Regions from separate parts of the Gossypium arboreum genome. Here region 2 is linked to region 1. A link is a contact called in public Hi-C data. All regions are on one chromosome and are shown on one strand. Each heading gives the region's core, a stretch centred on a gene start, on an enhancer-like site or on the middle of the called end of the contact. The rest is flanking DNA. Distances are from core to core; before and after follow the strand shown. Region 1 holds the start of LOC108467725 (probable alkaline/neutral invertase F). Region 2 holds the start of LOC108467799 (probable serine/threonine-protein kinase WNK10).

Region 1 (7,055 bases), core at 1,589-4,088:
TAACCCGCACAAAGGCCTTCGGACTTAACCCGATTTCACAATTTGCACAAATGCCTTGGTCTTAGCCGGATGTAGTCACTAGCACAATTGCCTTCGGTCTTAACCGGATGTATTTACCAGCATAAATGTCTTGAACTTAGCCGGATATCATTTAATTGCTCATGCACACATATACATCAATAATCATTTCCCATTCATATTTCATTTTCGTTACTAAGGCTCAAACACAAACATATCACTAGCATAATCGCCTTGAACTTAGCCCGGTATCATTCAAATACTCATACACACATAAATCAATAGTCATTACACATCAATTTTTCATTTCACATAATTCGAGTAGGGTCATTTCTTGAGGACTTACCTCGGATGTTGTCGAACGGCTTTGACGGCTATTCGGTCACTTTTTCCTTCCCCTTATCCAATTGTGGCCCTCTAAGCTCTTGAGCTAATTCAAACAAATTCAATTTATTAAAGTCTCGCTTGCTAGCCTTGGCCGAATACATATATCATTGATTCAACATCACATAACTAAACACTTTAGTCAATTTTCTTTAATTACGCACACATTCGGCCTTAGCTCACAACAAGGTAGCCGATTACCTAAGTCAAGAATAGGCATCATTAAGCTTGCCTCTAACCGAATGCATGCACCATAATTCCCCTCATGTGGCCGATTATGCTTAGTCATTCTTGCATAAAATCAAAAATAAATTGCAAGATTTTCACATCATATGTGTACTAGGCCGAATGTACATGCAAATTTCACAACATTCTTCAACAAACTTCTTCTTTAAACAACATATTCATCACTTTCTTCATAATCAAAATATCATGTGCAATCATATATACACATATAAGTGCAAGGTCAATTTCAAGGTGTCCATAGCCATCCAAAACACAAATTTTAACTAACATGCAAGAAGCATGAACCATGCTCATGAATGCATCATGGCCGAATACATCACAATCATGACCCTTTCAACTTCAATCATGGTTAAACAAAAAAAAAACTCAATGTCTTACTTAAAATTGGTACAAAGAAGTTTCAAGAGTAGTCAATCCATCATTGCATGCATCATTAGCAAGCTTCACATTTAGCATGCAATGGCTTTAACACCACATTTACTTTGGCCGAATTTCATTCCCATGACATTGCAAAGATTTGAACCATGGGATACCAAGAACATCAAGCTATCAACTAAAAACATGCATGAATTTCATGGCACAATCTCAAACATACCTTAATCTTGATGCAAGTTTAGCCAACCTCTCCCTAATCCTCTTCCAAAACAAACATGAAGCAAAATTTCTTCCTTCCTCTAGTATTTTCGGTCAAGAGAGAATGCAAGGTTGGATGAACAATTTTTTTCTTTTTTTCATCTACAATACACGGCAATGGGGTTTCACACTCACACTCACATTTTTTTTTCTTTCTTTATTACCCATGCTTATTAGTTTATCATTTCTCCCTAATGCCCAACAAAACATGTTTCATGACATGTTTAGCCCATGATTCCTTGTCATGGCGGCCACTACATCTTGGGGGAAATTTGACATGCAAGTCCTCCCTTTGACTACATGCACTATTAGGTCCTTATAGATTAGCCTTTCACTTTTCAAAAGTGTCACACAAGTCCTACTAACCTAATTCACATGCAATCGGCTAAATCGAACTTGAAATTTTCACACATTCATAATTACATATTCTAGACAATAAATTTTACATTCAAACATTTCGGTGACTCGGTTTAGCGGTCCCGAAACCACTTCCTGGCTAGGGTCAATTTTGGGCTGTCACAGGATTTGTGGTCTCGAAACCACTATTCCGACTAGGCTCTATTTTTGGATGTTACACTAATTCACTAAGTAATAATCCTAACTCTCTCTCTACTTGTCCAACTTTTGACCTTAGAATGGGTAAACTGACTTCTTTCGACTCTATCCCTCATTTTCATCCATTTCCATTAATACCATGCATCAATAGAAACATGAAGAGCTGTTTTACAACTTCCATAGAAATGAGGTTCCAATCAAATCTATGATGCACAAGTGTGTAGTGCAGTTCGTTCCCATACATAAGCAACATTCAAACTGTATGGGTTTCAATTTTTATTTTATTCTTCTTTTATAAAATTTTAATTATTTTCTACAATTTTAGGAATTTTTAAATGCAATTTTATAAAATTTTATACTTACATTGAAAAATAATTTCTTAATAAATTTATTTTTTTAAAATTTGTATCCGTTTTAATTTTTAGAATTAAGATGTCAATGAAATTTTTTTAAAACTTTTAGGACTAATTTTTTTTATTGAATAGCAGTAAATTGATAGAATGCCTAAATATTGGAGGGTTAAATTTGCTCGTATGTCGATAAAGAAAAGCCCATGTTAAACCTTCGTTATTGATTTTACGGTTGAGTGACAAAAAATTCTAATTTTGAGAGCTTTGGTGACTCTATTAAAAAACTTTATAATTAAGTGACTAAAATAGAATCACTCTCATAATTGAGTGACCAAAATAGAATAACTCTCATGGTTGGGCGACTATTTGTGTTGTTTACCCAAAAGAAAAATGGAAGAGTTTATGGGTTTGTTTGTGTTCCCTTTGGCGCCCAAAGCCCAACGGCCTCCAAGGTCCCACTATAACTCCTCCCGCCACTAAAAACTGAAAGAAGTTCACAAACAATTTTGTTAATCTCTAAAACGCCCCTCCATTATGAACTTCCTACTTGTCACCCAGGGAACGAAACGGAGAGGGGCAATTTCGTAGATAAACTAAGTATTGAGACCTATTCTTAAACAACTTCCACACTTTATTTTTTTTTTCCAACCTCCAAAACGAACCACAATTCGGTACCCAATCGCTCACGCCCTTTAGGCTTCCATCTCTGATCCATTTTTGCATTTTTTTCCTTGTCCGTCTCTCACTATTCTCTCCAGCAGTTTCAGTCTCTACGAAACGAAGAGGGAAGACCTGAGAAAGTTATCTCTCTCTAGAGGGCACGATATTGTGCATTTGTGCTGCTCATATTTGATTCTCTTCTTTAAGAATGTCAACTTTGAGATCCCCGTGTGATCTTTTAGAAGATGTAAAGGAAGCAGAGGTGGTTCCTGCGCTTTATTTTACTCTTTCAGTCGGAGATAGTGAGAAAGAACTTGGAGATTCATCGGAAAAAGAGGTGAAATCGCCTGATTTTTTTATCGTTCTTAAACACGAAGGACAGTGCATCGTGACGCCTATCGAAGAACAACCTTCGGAGACTACCACGGAGAAAGGAGCTGACGACGCGAGTGAGAAATCTTTTGATTTTATCATGTTTGAGAAGTCTAAATTTACCGAGAAATCCCTGTGTTCACAAAATGAAGAGGAAGAAGCTCTTGAATCTCCTGAGGAAGCTTCGCAAACTGAAAATGTAAAATGGACGGATAATGGAAAGACATCTCTAGAATCAAACCAGCGAGAGAGTCCAAAAATATCAACAGAGATATTTCAAGACACAGTCGGAAAAGAAGAGTCATCCAAATCGGAGGAAGAAAATGAATCGACTGACAAACTTGATAAGCCGATGAAGACGTTAAGAGTGCAGAGCAACGAGAACATCTCCAAATCCAATAATGCAAACGTGGCGCAGATGTCACTGAAACCGTCTCCTAGTGTAGGTTCGAGTCTCGAGAACTTGGAACTCGACAGTTTATTGCCTGCGGTCAGATCCGTCGATAGTCCTCTAGGGAGTACGGAAAACGGTGCGATGTTGGAAGAAGCGTGGGAGGGACTACAAAAATCTTACGTATATTACAAAGGCAAGCCTGTCGGTACGCTCGCTGCTATGGATCCTATCGCCGAGGCTTTGAATTACAATCAGGTATATTATGTTTAGTTTTTTGTCATCGTTTTTGTTTTCTTTTGATTTTTCAAATCCAGATATCTCCCTTGTTTTGTTATATTATCATTTTCTTTTGTTTGGCTATTTTGCAATGAAGCTTCATTTGTCTTAGGTGTTTTCTCAACGGTCTTTCTTTAGCCTTCAAATCCATGCTTGTTAGAATCCATTTTATCTTCAGAATTTTGCTTACTGCTGTTCGCTTTCGCTATAGCATTTTGAGGCATTTTCTGTTTTTGTGAATGGTGTTAAGGAAATTCCTGTTTTACATGCATGATAACCATCTATATCTATTTCTTATGCTTATTTTCCATCCATGATAATCATCTATATCTATATCTAATTCTTCTTCTTATTCTTCTACTTATATAACTTCGGTTCCTGTTATGATTTGCTACGAAAGTTCTTGTGCCTTTTAGTTCTGTGATCTTTTCGTCTTCACCTGGAAAATATGTGGTCTAATGTACACTTCTTGACTTGCCCTTCATATATCTGCAAATTTCGTGGTAATGCCGGAGGAACTAATTAATTATTATATTATATTGTGAGTGGCATAAGTCGTTTCATCTTCAATTTTTATTTTAAAACAAACGAGGAAGAGAGTTTTCCATACAGGTGAAGATTAACGATCTTTGTAGATGCCTTTGAGAGGAATTACCGTACGTCATTGTTACATAGCCACAGACTAAAAACATGCATTATTGCTTGATCAAATTCATAGTGCTTCTGTTTTTCTGAGTTTGATAGCTAGCCCATAATGTTATGATTTCAATGAAGTTAAAAGCCTTATTAATGCAGGGGTGCCCTATTGAACTCAATCAATATTCTTTCCCCATTCTTATATTGCAGGTTTTCATAAGAGACTTCGTTCCCAGTGGCTTAGCCTGTCTAATGAGACCTGCCAATGCTGGTGGCGATCCAGAGATAGTAAAGAACTTTCTGTTAAAGACTCTCCACCTTCAAGGTTGGGAGAAAAGAATTGACAATTTTACACTTGGGGAAGGTGTCATGCCTGCAAGTTTTAAAGTACTTTACGATTCGCATAGGCAGAAGGAAACCTTGGTTGCAGATTTCGGTGGTAGTGCAATAGGAAGAGTTGCACCTGTTGACTCTGGGTTCTGGTGGATCATATTGCTAAGGTCGTATACCAAATGCACGCATGATTATACTCTCTCAGAACTACCTGAGGTGCAGAAAGGAATGAAGCTGATACTTAATCTTTGCCTTTCAGATGGTTTTGACACTTTTCCTACACTTCTGTGTGCAGATGGGTGTAGCATGATTGATAGGAGGATGGTGAGTCTTCTAGTTATTATAGAAGTTTCCTTTAACTTTATATAGAAGTACTTGTTTGAAAACATGATCGGGAATTAGACTGGTTATTGTCACAACTGCTCCTAGTGTTAAGCGTAATTGCCAATCTAAGCCACTTCGAATCTTCTTCTATTTTCATTGTTCTAGTACCCTTAGATCCTGTGATCAGTCTCTGCATGATTTTGTTCTGGCCCTAGTCTAGTACCAGACGGCTAAAGGGTTTTCCCCCTAAATTCTTGCTTGTTTTTGTGAATGAGTAATGTGATGTAGTTCATATATTATTGTTTGAACTCATTTTATTCACTACGGGGCAAAGCTGGAAAATTTATATTGGGGAGCTAGAATTGAACTGTAAATTCTTTTGGGGCCAATACACAAAATTTACCATTTTATTAGTTATTACTTTACAAATTTTAAGAGCCTAAAAGGGAAATTTTACCAAACCAAGGGGGCCAAGGCCCTTGCCTTCCCCCTGGTGCCGCCCCTGCTGCAATGCTTTGAGTTGTTTTGATATTTGGTCGGTCGCTCCTACTCTTTTTCTTCTTTTTACCCTCATTGCTCTGAACTGAGTTTAATTAGTGGAATTTAATGTGCTTCCTTTTTGGGCAGGGAATTTATGGGTACCCCATTGAGATTCAAGCACTTTTCTATTTTGCACTGAGGTCTTCTAGGCAGATGCTAAAACCAGAGCGAGATGGCAAGGAACTAATTGAGCGTATCGATAAGCGCATCAGAGCTCTCAGTTTTCACATCCAAAAATACTACTGGCTTGATTTCACACAGTTAAACAACATATATCGCTACAAAACTGAGGAGTATTCCCACACTGCTGTCAACAAATTTAATGTCATCCCAGAGTCTATTCCTGATTGGGTGTTCGATTTTATGCCCTTACGTGGGGGATATCTGATTGGTAACGTCAGCCCAGCTCGAATGGATTTCCGCTGGTTTCTGGTTGGAAACTGCATTGCAATCTTGAGTTCACTAGCTACACCTGCACAAGCAACAGCAATTATGGATTTGATTGAGGAGCGCTGGGAGGACTTAATAGGAGAGATGCCTTTGAAGATAGTTTATCCAGCTTTGGAGGGTCATGAATGGAGAACTGTCACTGGGTTTGATCCAAAGAACACACGGTGGAGTTACCACAATGGTGGATCATGGCCAGGTATTTCTCATGTACTTACAGTTCCATAGTAAGTTATTTGCAGAGTTCAATGATTTAAGTTGCCTTGTCGCATCATATGATATTGCTTTTAGCTGGATCATTTATATTTCCAGTGCACAACAGGCAAGCTCGAGATCATGTAGCCTTTCAGGATTAACCAGCATAATCTTATGATTAGACTTAGTAGGGTGTCGAACCTTCTTTTTATTAGACGAGGGATTCTCCTTCTTGCATTTCGGCGAGGTACCGGTGTCGTCCCTTAGGCAATGTGTTTAGCCGGGGCTTTGGTGGTTTTCGGCCTTTCTTAATCTTAGGCCCAACAGTGTTAATAGATTGCATCCAACGAATTTAGAAAGCTCAAGAATGAAATGAATATGAACATTTGATTTCCTTGAAAATGTTTATTTGTAAAGTTCCTTGACCTGGTGTATTGAACATTGTCCATGCAGTTCTGATATGGCTACTCACAGCAGCGTGTATCAAGACTGGAAGGCCTCAAATTGCAAAACGAGCCATAGAGCTGATTGAACAACGCCTTTCTAAAGACGGCTGGCCTGAGTACTATGATGGCAAGACCGGGCGTTATGTTGGGAAGCAAGCAAGGAAATATCAAACATGGAGCATCTCTGGCTACTTGGTCGCTAAGATGTTGATTGAGAACCCAGCCAATCTCCCCATCATCTCTCTT
Region 2 (7,055 bases), core at 2,729-5,228, 940 kb after region 1:
CACACTGACTCCTTTACCACTCAAACCAGCAGGCTCATTCTTATATGAATTTACAGGCAATTTAATATAAGCCCCCTGAACAAAGATAAGGTTTAGATCCAAAAATAATAAAATTTAGCAAAAGTGAGACTTGAACTGAAGACCTCACACACACACCCAGAACACTTAACCATTGAAGTAGATACACATTTGTGTCAGATAACTACGGATACAATAATAAATTATTCAGTGCATTACAATTGCAGCAAAAAAAGAGCAAATTTGAGGGATGATCGCACTTAGCAGCAGTAAATTGGAATGGAATTAGTGGCAATTGGCAGAGCAATTGGACGACAGATTAAAAAGTTAATCAAGAGCTGCATAAATTATAAACGTTCATCCTTCGAATAGCATATGCAAATATTAAACCAAGTTATATTTATAAAACCCTGAAACTTTAATTTAAAGAATCAAAACCCAAAATTTTGTCAAGAATCTTAAAGATTCAACATAGTATGTAATCGAAATATCAAATCCATAAGTTTGAAAAACGAATCAATCCAAAAATAATAAAGAATCAATTCATTCTCAATTATTCAACATGACGAGACTCTTACACCACTTGTTAGAACCGTAGAAACAAGATCTGATATAAACTTAAAATCCTAAATTAAGATCTATCATTTCAAATCATCAAGAACAAAACTAGATGTGGAAGCGTACCTGACTCCATGAATTTCTTGAAACAAGCAATTTGAGAAGATGACTTTCTCTTTTTTAAAAATGGTTATTAGAAAAGTTATATATGTGTAATTTAGAGACCATAACCCTAATATATAATTTTTGACATTAGCCTAATTTCTAATCAACACATCATTAATTAGAAATTAGTTACTAGAGTATCTATACATATTTGACCCATACTTTATTTAATAATTAAAACCAACAAATCTTAATAAAATTAAATTATTTTTAATTTGAGCTAACTTGTTATGTTAATAAATAATAACATGTAATTATTTTTATCATATATGTGATATTCATATTTTTCAACACACGATAATTTTCACCTATAGCTAGAAGATTATTTACCAAGGTTGGGGATTGATATAAAAAAGCTTTGATGGTTTTTAAGATTTTAATTTTCAATATTTGGGGTTTTTGGTATTTAGTTTTTATTTGTTTAATCTTAAACAGAAATTCATGTCTTTTTTTTTTTTGGTCTAATAGAACAATGAATTACATACAGTAGGTCATTGACAAGTTATCAAAAGTGCAATCTTCCTTCAAGATCTCTTTAATCTTCAAGGGGGATTCCTCAAACATGTGCAAAGTTTCATCACTCATCAAAGTCATTTTTGCCAAAGCATCTGCTACCCGATTAGTCTCTATTGGAACATAATTAAAGGACCACTTCTCTTCAAAGGCTATTATTGAATCCTAGTTATTAGAGAGCTTTTTGGACCATCAACCTTGCTTTCGTAGATAGAGATAACATTTTCAAGGTTATTTGACTGAATAATGACCTCAACATAACCTTGTTTCTGAAGGTCTTTTCTTTTCTAATTCCACACCATTCCTTCATCAATTTTTAGTAGCAGTTAAAAGAAAAATATTAAAAAATATTTCATGTATCTTTTTTAATAATTGGATGATAAAAAAAAACTTAATTTGAATAACTTATAGGATAGTGTAATCTTAATTTAATATGTATTTTTAATGGTTAATATTTGGTATATTGATAGTAGAGGTGAGTAAAACTCTATTCGACTCGAAAAAATTGAAAAAAATTTAAATTTTGAGTTTAACGAATTGAGTTATTCGAATTAATCGATTTATTGAAGTCAACTCGATTTTTTTTTGAATTTCGAATTCGAAGAATTTGGTTTCCGAATTTGAATAATTCAAATAATTCGAATAAACTGAATATTAAACTATAATATTTTATATTTTTACCCCAAATTCTCAAACCTCTTCACTTTCCTCTCAAAATTTTTACTTCCTCCAACTTTCCCTTTATAACTTTTAATCCCCTCCACCCCAAACCCATTCCCCCTCCTCTCCCCCCAACCCCCCCCCAAAAAAAAAAAAATTTACTCTCTCAACCCCAAAACTTTTTATTTTTCCCTTAAACTTTTACTTTTCATCATTTACCCCCAAATCAAAAATTAAAATCATCCAAAATTATTCCTAAATCTAAATAATAATAATAATTTTATTTATATCTACTATTTGTATTATTAAATTAAATTTCACATTTTTACTATTTATTTGTTGAATTGTTTAATCATATTGAATCTTTATAAAATTTTTTAAAATTGAATTGTTGATGATGCGATAAAATATTCGTGTTAAAATTTTATATTTGTATCAAATTCACATTTTATCTTTAAGATAATTTTATTAAAAATCACATTCTTTATATTTAATATTTTTTTCATTTCAAAATATATAGTGGCAAGAATCAAAAGATAATTGAAGCGACGAAGCTAACCCATATATAAAAGATTAATAAATAAATTATTAGGGGATGAAAGTTAATAACAATTTTGATTACGGTGGGTGACTGTGATTACAAGGACCTAAAATATTTTTTTTTAATTTAACTCAAACAAATATATTTGATTCGAATTTCATCTTACTCGACTCGATTCGAGAAAATTTCAAATCGTGTTAGGATGATAAAATAGGATTCATCAACTCGATTAACTCAAAATTTTTTCATTCGATTCAATCGAACACTCACCCCTCAATGATAGTATATTTTTTTCATAAATAATCTTAAAAAATATCATGTATCTTTTTTCATATATTTATTTTTTTCAAATATTTTACTATACCTTACAAATATTTATCATCACATTAGTCTTGCTTTTAGAGCCTAAAAATCCATTGGTAGTATAATAAATATTTTCTTTTTCTTAATGTGTTATACTCTAATGGCATAATGACTTATTTGGCCTTCCAATTTTACAAAAAAAAAAATTATTTTAGCCATTAATTTAATTTTTTGCCTTTTTTAATTTTTGAACATGCATTATTTATTAAATCACTCCAAAATTGATGAAAAAATTAACGTTTATTAATTTTATTTAGAGGTGTTCAATCGATTAACCGACCCAAACTATCATTAACCGAATTAACTAACCCTTTTAAACCTTAACTGTTAACCGAACAGAAATTTTTTCAAAAAAATTAACCGAACCTAACTTTTTCGGTTAATTCGATCGGTTAACCGAGTTAATCAAAATTTATATATTTTTATTTTTAGTTAAAACAAGTATAAAATATATAAAAATTAACCAATTAACCAATTTAATATATATATAAAATGTATATAAAAATATTAATTTTTGGTTAATTAATCGATTTTAAACTGAATTAACCGTTAACCAAACTTCTAAAAATTATTAACTGAACCCGATCGAATTAATTTGATTTTACCTGAAATTTTCACACTCTTAATTTTGTTGATATGGTATTCACATGTATGTCACATCAACAATTAATTAATTATAAAAATATTTAAAATAAAAATATTTTTAAAATTTTTATAAAAATAGACTGTTATGTGGATACAATATTAATAAAGTAAATAAATATTAATTTTTCATTCATTTGGAGTGATTTGATAAATTATATAAATTTAAATGTTAAAAATAATAAAAAATTAAATGAAGACTAAATTGAATTTTTTAAAGTGGGTCAAATAATTTATTAAGCACAGTATAATCTAAAATTCTCAATCTTATAGCGACCACCATTCATACGCACGGGCCACAGTCAAAGGCCCACGAACGTTTAAAATAGATCGCTTTGCAAACGGTGCGGTGCTATCACAAGTCAAACTCGAAGCCGTTGCAATGCCGGTGGGCAGTTACCCATTAAAGAAAAAAACCAAACAAAAAAAAAATAGAATAAGCGGCGCGGCGAAACGTCAACTTTGGTCACTGAATTTGATAATAAAAATTGAAGTAATAACGGCGTTAGACCATACAAAGAAAAAAAATAGTCTTTAAGCTTTCCGTAGAAATTTAAACCCGTACAAGTGTTTGGTCAAAGCTTCATTTTCGGATATTTTCAGAATCTCATAATTCATTCCAACAACAGCTGTCTTTAATGTCTCAACGGCTTTTCTTTTTCCCCTTTTAGCAACAATCAATCCCCATTTCTTTACTTTTTCTTTTATTTTCCTTTCACATCTGTCTGAAAAAAAAAAAGAGGAACAAATTGCTTTGTTTCGGCTTCTTTATTTTTATTGTTGGAAGAGAATTTTTCTTGACTTTTGAAAAAAAAAAAGGAAATGGAATTGGAATTGGAGAAGATGGGTTTGGTGTAAAGAAATGAGGGGATTGCTGCACAAGGTACTTGGGGTTATGAATTGTAAACGCGGTTCATTGCCTCGAAAGGACGTCGTTGTTGCCGTAATCGAATGCCGGTTCCGCCCTCGGTCGGCATTCGATTCTTTCTGCATTGCCTCTGAAACCTTCTCTGACCATCATCACCGCCGCCACCACCACCACCATCAACAACAACAACAACGTTGTCGTTACCTTCCTTCTCACACTTTTTTAAGGGGAAAAAAGTGAATCTTTTTGAAAATTTTGGAAAACATAAATTGTCTTTATTTTTTTTTTCTGGTAGCTATTTGGTTCTTAGCAGTAATGGATTCTGGGTTAGGTTTGGAAATGCCAGCCAATAATGGAATGCATTATGCTTCTGAAGTAGAACCAGGTTTCGTAGAAAGAGACCCAACGGGTCGTTACATTCGGGTATGGGTCTATTTTTTTTACCATATTCTATTGTATTCACAAATGTAGTACTCTCTCTCTCTCTCTCTCTCTCTCTCTCTTTTAATATAAAATGTTTCATATTTGAGACAAGTTAGCAGAATATCTAATGTTTCATTTTTATTTTTGTATTTCAGTTTGATGAAGTGTTGGGCAAGGGTGCATTTAAGACAGTGTATGGTTCTTAATCTCCTCCGGTCTTGCCAACAATATGGATGGTGTTTGAATGATTGTTTAGTGTTTAACCTCAGGCTTTTTTGTTTACAATGCTGCTGCAGTTATAGGGGCTTTGATGAAGTTGAAGGAATAGAAGTCGCTTGGAACCAAGTAAGGATCGACGATGTATTGCGGACACCGGAAGATTTGGAAAAACTCTACTCCGAAGTTCATCTCTTGAGATCGTTGAAGAATGAAAACATCATCAAGTTGCACAATTCATGGGTGGATGACAAGAAGAAAACTGTTAACATGATTACTGAACTATTCACATCCGGGAGTCTCAGGATGTATGCATCCTTTTAGCTTCAATTCTTTCTGGTTAATTCCTGTTATGTATGAAGTAGATTATGTCTTTTTTTGCTGTCAGATATCGGAAGAAGCATAAACACGTTGATACAAAGGCGATAAAGAATTGGGCGAGGCAGATTCTTCGGGGCCTAGTGTATCTTCACAGTCATGTCCCCCCTATTATTCATCGGGATTTAAAGTGTGACAACATTTTTATTAATGGGAACAATGGAGAAATCAAAATTGGCGACCTCGGGTTGGCGATCGTCATGCAGCAGCCAACTGCTCGGAGTGTTATCGGTAAAGGAATGGTTTTTTGTCAAAATGTTGCATTAGATTTAACTAGGTTAATGATATCTTCTTTCCCCTTCTTTGTTCACCAGGTACCCCTGAATTTATGGCTCCAGAGCTCTATGAAGAGGAATATAATGAACTGATAGATGTATACTCTTTTGGAATGTGTATGTTAGAGATGGTTACTTTCGAGTATCCATATAATGAATGCAAAAATCCAGCACAGATCTATAAGAAAGTCATCTCTGTAAGTACCACATGCAACTGCTTATTTTATCAAAATTTATAAACAGGGAATTTACGTTTTTATTTTCATTTTGGTCTTGGTTTTAGTGAACTTGTATTATATATTTTGGTGAATTTCATTCAGGGTGTTAAACCAGCTTCCTTGAGTAAGGTGGCCGATCCACAAATAAAGGAATTCATTGAGAAATGTCTGGTTCGAGCATCTGAGAGATTGTCTGCTAAGGAGCTTTTGGAGGATCCGTTTCTTAAAGTAGAGAATCCAAAAGAACCAAACCGACTTCCCCTGCTACGACCGAACCCAATTTCTAAAGCAGTAAGCCTACCTGTGTCAGGGCCTTCGTCCATGGACATAGATACCGACTATAAGCAACTTTCCTTAAGTACATGTACTGGAAGCAATAGCGAGAGTCATTATCCAGTTTTGGAGTTGCAGAGGATGCACAATAACAGCATATTCAGGTTGAAAGGTAAAAAGGATGATGATAACTCGGTTTCATTGACCTTCCGCATTGCTGATTCTTGTGGTAAGTGCTGCTTGTACATTTAAACATTGAGTTTATTTCTGATTTATGTATAATAAAACAGAAGTTACCTGCTATTTTGCAGGTCGAGTCAGGAACATAGATTTTAACTTTTACCTTGATAGCGATACTGCACACTCGGTTGCAGCTGAGATGATTGAACAATTAGAGTTAACAGACCATGATGTTGACTTCATAGCTGAGTTTATTGATTGCTTGATAACGAAGCTTCTACCTGGTTGGAAGCCCTCTTTTTATCTCTCGAGTGGAACTGCAAGTCCTTGTGCTGAGTTTTCAGCTTCTGCAAACTGCGAAACCTTAACGCCCTGCCCATGGGATTCGTTTCTAACTAGTGATTCAGCTCTGGGAGTAGCCACAGAAAGTGTATCTGCTCTAAGTACAAGCCTCAGAGAATGTGTCATACAAGCCCCAGATTGCTCCGATAATGAGTATCTCTCATTTTTGGAAGACCAAGAGTCACAAGCATCTGTCGTTTCAGAGATACTGGTTGAGGAGACTTCCACTAAGAATGCTAAACCGTCTGAGGATGCCGACTTGAATATAAATAGAACCTGTAAAGATTTAGGTGGATATATATCTGAAGACTTTCAGCTTCAGGATACTTATGATGATGAGTTCAACTCAAGTAGAAACGAAAGAAGTACTGAAGAGTGCATACCCATTAATGAATTCATGAAGGCTTCAGGACTCTCTTTCT

What was found. A called contact is a pair of places that touch in the nucleus more often than the background predicts.
Region 2: a Hi-C map of leaf shows a contact between it and region 1, with 5 times the contacts expected there. The contact joins the promoter of LOC108467799 here to the promoter of LOC108467725 in region 1. A contact is called at or near these places in 2 of 5 Hi-C or Micro-C datasets (both in leaf).

Annotation. Positions count from the first base shown.
Region 1 is chr8:27,402,026-27,409,080 of ASM2569848v2, forward strand. It overlaps LOC108467725 (probable alkaline/neutral invertase F), which reads left to right and starts at 2,839. Exons shown (of 6, transcript XM_017768476.2): 1 at 2,839-3,867; 2 at 4,735-5,181; 3 at 5,809-6,367; 4 at 6,817-7,055. The coding sequence starts at 3,055.
Region 2 is chr8:28,342,369-28,349,423 of ASM2569848v2, forward strand. It overlaps LOC108467799 (probable serine/threonine-protein kinase WNK10), which reads left to right and starts at 3,979. Exons shown (of 8, transcript XM_053018059.1): 1 at 3,979-4,564; 2 at 4,660-4,751; 3 at 4,907-4,944; 4 at 5,048-5,275; 5 at 5,356-5,576; 6 at 5,660-5,817; 7 at 5,941-6,340; 8 at 6,423-7,055. The coding sequence starts at 4,668.